Regions from separate parts of the Mus musculus genome. Here region 2 is linked to region 1. The links are chromatin contacts, called in public HiChIP or PLAC-seq maps. All regions are on one chromosome and are shown on one strand. Each heading gives the region's core, a stretch centred on a gene start, on an enhancer-like site or on the middle of the called end of the contact. The rest is flanking DNA. Distances are from core to core; before and after follow the strand shown. Region 1 has its middle 9.2 kb from the start of Cyp11a1. Region 2 overlaps Gm39344 (a long non-coding RNA gene).

The links. HiChIP or PLAC-seq counts read pairs in DNA pulled down with a chosen protein or histone mark.
Region 2: a contact with region 1 is called in an H3K27ac HiChIP or PLAC-seq map of large pre-B cells, with 2.6 times the contacts expected there. The contact joins two enhancer-like sites. A contact is called at or near these places in 2 of 39 promoter capture datasets (macrophages and neural stem cells), 11 of 115 datasets of contacts at active chromatin or transcription factors (bone marrow-derived macrophages, embryonic hindbrain, embryonic midbrain and 4 more) and 3 of 9 other capture datasets (adipose tissue, liver and pancreatic islet).

What each region holds. Positions count from the first base shown.
Region 1 is chr9:58,004,171-58,007,413 of GRCm38.p6, reverse strand. It overlaps a transcript of Cyp11a1 not described here and the pseudogene Gm17322. Among named protein-coding and RNA genes, the nearest start is that of Cyp11a1, 9.2 kb to the left of the region's middle. Within about 2 kb of position 1,448, at least 22 of the 459 cell types and tissues checked have an H3K27ac peak or open chromatin away from gene starts, as enhancers often do.
Region 2 is chr9:58,185,108-58,188,350 of GRCm38.p6, reverse strand. Gm39344 (a long non-coding RNA gene) reads right to left here. Exons shown (of 3, transcript XR_870787.2): 3 at 148-296. Among named protein-coding and RNA genes, the nearest start is that of Gm39344, 12 kb to the right of the region's middle. Within about 2 kb of position 1,765, at least 6 of the 459 cell types and tissues checked have an H3K27ac peak or open chromatin away from gene starts, as enhancers often do.

The sequences.
Region 1 (3,243 bases), core at 199-2,698:
CTCTTGGGGGTCAGGTGGGGCTGGGCTTTGGGTACCTGTAGTGACTGAAATACGGCTAGTATCACTGGCGAAATGAGAATTTTGCAGCTCACTTTTGCTGCTGTTAGGCCTTAGGTTGTTCTGTTTTGCATACTTTGATTGGTTTTTGCTTTGTTTTGAGACAAGGTCTCACCGCAGTAGCCCATGCTGGCCTACAACCTCCTACGTAAACCAGGCTGGCCTTGAACTCACAGGGAGCCACCCTGTCAGGAAGGTAGGTTTACCATGTGATGAGAGAGCCACTGAAGATGCATTCCTCTCAGGAGCAGAATGCCTATGACGTAGGCAGGGAGCAATCTTTATGAAGCACCACCCCTTGTCCCACTGGTGAATCTGACTGCTTGGCATCAAGCTCCATTTCCCTGTGTACCACTTCAAGGTAGCAAGTCCTTCAGGACTTTTGAAAGGCGAACTTCCAAAAGTCTGTATTCGAGATTGTATTTCAAAGCTCCATGAGTTTGAGGCCAGCCAGGGCTATGTGATGAGACCCTGTCTCAAAATAAATAAATGAGTAAATAAATAAATAATAAAAAAATTAAGTGGTGAATTTGATCTCTGTATTTGTGAAACCAGACTTTCAAGCAGACCCCGAAGCAGAAACTAGAAACATTTCCCAGTAGCTACAGACCATTCTAGCTAAAGCAAGCTCCAACAACTGTCCAGACCCTCCACCCACCCACTCTACTAAAGTTCATCGGTTTAGTGTTGTAAAGGGGGTCATCAAAAGTAAAAATGCATCAGCCTTGAAGGGGGGATCGAAGTTATTCATAATCACCAAGGAGTGGTCCACTTAAGGGCTGCAGCTGAGCATGTACCCACCTATACTGGACGACACTAAGACACTACACGCCAATGTCTGCCATCACCAGCAAAGTGGATGCAGCAAAAAAACCACTTCTGTGAAGTGGTGGTGTCCAGAAGAGGAGTGAGACAGCTCCACTCCGCTAACCACACAGAAGGAAGCCGATGCACCGTTCACTCTCCTTTGCTTTTTGCTTTCGAGGCTTGTTCATCTAACACTTGCCCAGCCCAATATACTTTCAAACCAGCTCACGATGTCTTAGTTCACAAAGCAACAGCACAGATGTCACCATCAGGTATGCAGCCTGTGAACTCGCCGTCCCACCCAATCAACTGCACGAAGGAAAGGACTATGGTGATCAAGGTCAAGTACATTTTCGGCTCTTCTTCCTTTAGCAGAAAGATGTGTTTCCACCCGTCCAAAGCCCTTCCAAAACCGTGCTGAGTTTTTAATAGGTTGATGCCCATGTCTTGAAATGGTTGCTGTTCTTTAAAGTGGTTCATTTACTGGAGTTAAAAATTTTAGGTGCCAGGATGGAAACAAGGTAGTCAGCCAGACACAAAAGCATAACAAAGCAGGAAGCACCTGCCAGCACAGATGGTCGCAGATACTAAAGAGGAACAGCATGGACCACACCCCACAAAGCCGAGAAAACTAGGCTCTTTCCAACGCAGGACTGTGTTGGCCACCAGCATCCCTTCTCCCGATCCTGACAGCTGCTCTTCCAGACCTGTAGCCATCAGGTTCCTGCTGCTGTTATCCACGGCACCCAGGTGCAGTCTCAAGGAGTTTGAAGATATCCTTCACAGAAGCTTGTAACCTGAGCACTAGCCCCAGAAAGGTAATAGCCATTCTGCAGCCACAAAGAATCGGTTTGTAGAAAGGTGTACAGATGCCAGCCCCAGAGGCCCGGCTTTCCTTGACACTTTGTAGTTGTGTAGAGTGTAGTATGACACATCCTCCTTAGGGTTTCAGTATGCTTAATTTCTGTTGTTTGAGTCCCATGCTGAGCCTGGTGGGAATGAATGTGACAGTCATACATCAATCACCCATGATATTTACAAGAGTCATCCCTCCTCTGGGGGCAGGGGTGGGGGTGGGGGGGCACCCAGGACACTGCCATCAGTGGGCACGGGGGGGGGGGGGGCGGGGGAGGGCAGGGCGCAGCAAGCTCTCATCTATATGAGAACCAGCCCTGAGTGGCTTCCACCTGATGAGGACATTCCAGTAATAAGAAACTTGCAGACAGCTACATATGTGGCATGTTCCCAGACAGAAAACTCAAAACACCAGGTTTTTGAGATCAAAGCCAGTTACTCCCTCAGAGGAACCATTTTTAGGCTGAGACCAAGCCTCGATGGGTCCTTCACCCTGCGGGTCTTCAACCTATTGAAGACCACCTCAGTGAGACACCTCAGTAAGAAAGGGCAAAACATTCATGAGTCTAACTGATCCATCAGCTGCCAGCTGTGGAGTCTTCGGCAAATGTTTCCTTCTCTATTTATGGAAAAATTGACACACACACACACACACACACACACACACACCGACGGGACTATTAAGAAAGTAGTTTTATTGGTTGGGATAAGATTTGAATAGATAAAGAGAAAATCCAAGTCCCAAGCTTACAGAAGATTGAAGTATACTGCCTCTTGCATAAAAGAAGTCCCAAGGCAACCCAGAGCTGGTGGTGAGTCCCCAAAGCCCAGCCGCCATCATCCGGCTTGCAACACTGTCTGCATCTCCAAGGCCATCCCACAATCCACAATGCTTCCTGATCCATCTCTATGCTATTGACCAGAAAGAAGAGAAAGCTATAAAAAGGGTCAGCCTGGGCTACTACAAAATGAGAAGAGTGGGGTTGGGGCGGGGGGGGGGGGGGAGGAAGGAAAAGAGGGAGGGGGAAGGGAGGATAGGAGAGGGGACTGGGGGAGAGGGGGGAGGGAAGGAAGATGAAGAAGGCAAAAGGGACCCTTCCCACACCTCTAGCTACCTGTTCTGAAGCCCTCACACAAGATCAGGCATCTCATTGGCCACAACTTAACCACGTGACACCACCTAGCTACGCAGAGCCAAGAAAGAGTGGTGACTCTAAGAGTCTACCTGGTGCTGGTGCGCCAGGTAGACTGCTGGGCTTCAGTAAGTTAGGAAAGGCTGGAAGCAAAGAGCACGTGCTTGACCTCATGCCGATTCACCAGAATTAAGCTGATGATCGGACAGTCCAGCGTTTGGGCTACCATTCTAGCACTCCAGAACATATGGGGACAGAAACCTATCTGGAAGCCAGGGGTCCCCAGCAAGTATCCCAGCGGCTGAGTAGGTAACCTTTTCATTTCTGTGGTAGACATTCTGTTGGTCCTTCTCTCTTGTGAGGCGCCACTTCTATAGAGAGACTCCAATAT
Region 2 (3,243 bases), core at 516-3,015, 180 kb before region 1:
CCTCTCCTCTCCTTTATTCTTTGCTTCTGAACACTGAGGTCTCAGGCAGGCACAGCCAGGTCCCAGCAACCATTACTCTGCGAAGACTCTATGGAGAGTTAGCTTGCAGCCCAAGCTCAGACTGAAGGAGAACCCAACAGTGTGGAGCATAGAAGGCTTAGAGTCTCTGGCTACCTTCATGGAACGTCACAGGAGAATGCTGGAGCTGCTGGCTCCCATTGTGCCCACGTGACAGTTCTGTCTGCAGATGTATGACAAGGGCTGTCTGGCCAGTCCATCCTCCTCTCCATGTTTACCTGTAGAGTTCGGTTTTTAATTCATGAATTTTTAAGCCTTCTTCATCTTAATATACACATGTAGAACTATTAATGTCCTCTTAAGCATACTTCTACAGGCCCCTAAGTTTTGATAGCTACTGTTTGCGCTGTCGTTCAGTCTTAAATATTTCATTCCTGTAAGATTTGTTCTTGGGCTCATGAATAATTTAGATACATGCTTTTACATTTTTAAATGTATACTTTTCCTGTCACTTTAAAATCATGTCTTTAATCTCAATGCATTGCTGTCAGAGAATAGAGGTTGCATCTCTCGTTACATGGTTGGTGATTGTTAGAACCTATTCCAAAGAGTAATATATAGAAGTTCTATAAATGTTTATTCGAGTTTGAAAAGGATGTTTGTCTTGGCCCCATGAAGATCGCTAAGTCACTAAAATGTTTGGCATGTAAACACAAATCCTTGAGCTCAATCCCAGAGACCACCCTGTCACTACCCACTCTCCCCTGGACAGATTGCCAATGATTTTGTGTTATTTTGCACTGTATGTTCTCAAGGTCCTATTACAAGGTGCATTGTTCCTTAACCAGTAAATGTGCAAACAAACAAACAAACAAACAAACAAAACATTGCTACAAAGAGAAAAACATGCTCAACCTGCACCCAGATTAACAGAAATAAACTGACCAGCCCCGGCCGCTGCCTCAACTTTGATCTATTCTCTTTCCCTACTCCCTAATTCTGGCCCCAGTCCCTTGGCCTGTACTGGAACTTTACATAATGCAATCACACACTCTGTTCCTCTTCCACTGCGCAGCAGGCAGTCTGTGGGATTCACACGGCTCTTCACTCTATCTGTTGTGATGTTCTAAGAACACACTGCATCGCATTTCCCCATCCTGTTGTTGAAGGACATTTGGGCTGTTTTCTGTTTGCGCTATTACAAATAACTGCTATTAATGTTCTCTTTGTGTCTTTTGGGAGATCTATGCATTTCTGTAGGAGTAGAGTATCGAAGCTAAAGGATGGGCCTATGCTCAGCCTCGGTAGAATTCCTAGTTTTTCAGGAATTTACCAGTTCAACTTGCATCAGCCTTGAGGGTCCTCACTGCGGCTCCTATCTGCTTGGAGCTTTGGGTGTTCTGTTAGGTTGGTACCGGTCCTGTGTTGTAGTTTTAATTGGCACTAGCTCATGACTAATGAAGCATGAGACCTCTGTTTCCTGCCCATCCTGTTATGCAAAGTGTCTGTTCAAGGCCAAACAGAACTAGTTTGCAAGATTTTGTGTCAAATAACCAAATATTAAAAATGTTTTAAAAGTATCGTCTTCCTTTGTTATTGGATTGTATCTGTTTTCCATTTTTCATTTTTTTACACCTATTTATCATCTACATGATGCACATAGAGGTGTCAGAGGACAACTTGTTGGAGGCCCTTCTCCTTCTACCACGGGAGTTCTGGAGATCAAACGCATGTCAGCAGGCCTGGCCACAAGCTCTTCTTTAGGGGATGAGCCATCTTTCTAGCCTTATCTTCTTAGACAGGGTTTCATGTATCGCAGGCTGGCTTCAAGCTCCCTATGTAGCCAAGGATAGCCTTTCAGTTCTGATCTACCTGCCTCCAGCTCACTCCATCTTCCTGGTACTACGTTTGCAGGTGTGGACCACCACACCCTACTCAGTACTGAGGATGAAACTGGCTTTTATGCACAGGGCTTTGTACACTCCGGGCAGGCATGCACTCTACTGACTCATCTCCATCCCCAGGTTATCTTTTTCTTACTGTAGGAGTCAGTTACATACTCTGGTTATGAATCCTTTGAATTTGTACCGTTTCAGCCTGTATTTAGGAAATCTTTGCCTATGGTCTTTAAAATATTCTCTTATTTTATCCTAAAAGCACTACTTGATACTCATATTTGAAGCCCATTTGGAAGTTGTTTGGTGTTCCCCGATGAGAATATCAAGGCAGCCCAGCCATTTTTTAATCACAAAGGTCGCCTTCTCCCAATCTGAACCCTTTTATAACTTTCAGGAATCCTGATAAACATCTCTGTTTGTTTGTTTGTTTGCTTGCTTGCTTGCTTGCTGTTTGTTGAGAAAGGATCTCTTGTCCCACTTTTAAGCTAAGAATGGCTTTGAACTCCCTATTCTCTTGCTTCTACCTCCCAAGTGTTGAGAGCAGAGCATGTGCCGCTATGCTTGCTGGTTTGTGTTTGTTTGTTTGTTTGTTTGTTTACTTATTTGAGACAGTATCTCATTGTGTAGCCTAGGCCTGGAACTCACTGTGTAGCCCATGTTGGCCTCAGACTTGTGATCTTCCTGAATTCTGAGACCACACATGTGAGCCACTATACTTGGTGAAGACATGCATCTCTTCGGAGTGTTGCCGTCACACCTGCTACAGTGGATGTGATCCAGTGTCTCTGCATCATCGCCAGCATTTGAGAATGTCACTATTTTTATTATCAGGCATTTCGGTAGGTCTGTACTGGCACCCCGTTGTGGTTTTAACTTTCATTTGACCAGTGGCTCAAACTGTTAGATAACACTTTTGTGCTTATGATCCCCAGTGCTCAGGAGGATCTTGAGTTTAAGGTCAGCCTAGGCTATAAAACAAACAAGATCCCATCATTTTAATTTTAAAAAATCTTGTGTGTGTGATGTATGTTTCTCTCTCTCTCTCTCTCTCTCTCTCTCTCTCTCTCTCTCTCTCTCTGTGTGTGTGTGTGTGTGTGTGTGTGTGTGTGTGTGTGAGCATGCACACACATATGCTGTGGCATACACATGGAAGTCACAGGACACCTTTCAGGAACTGCTGTTAGCTTGTCAGGTACACAGAGAACTGTACTCAACGCGCTACCTCACTGGCCCCAAAGACAGGTTCTAAAATAAACTGAGCTTATGCTTGCGGTCATTTCCTGATGGGATTGTTTGTAATGTGTTCAGCCTGATACGTGGAGAGCAC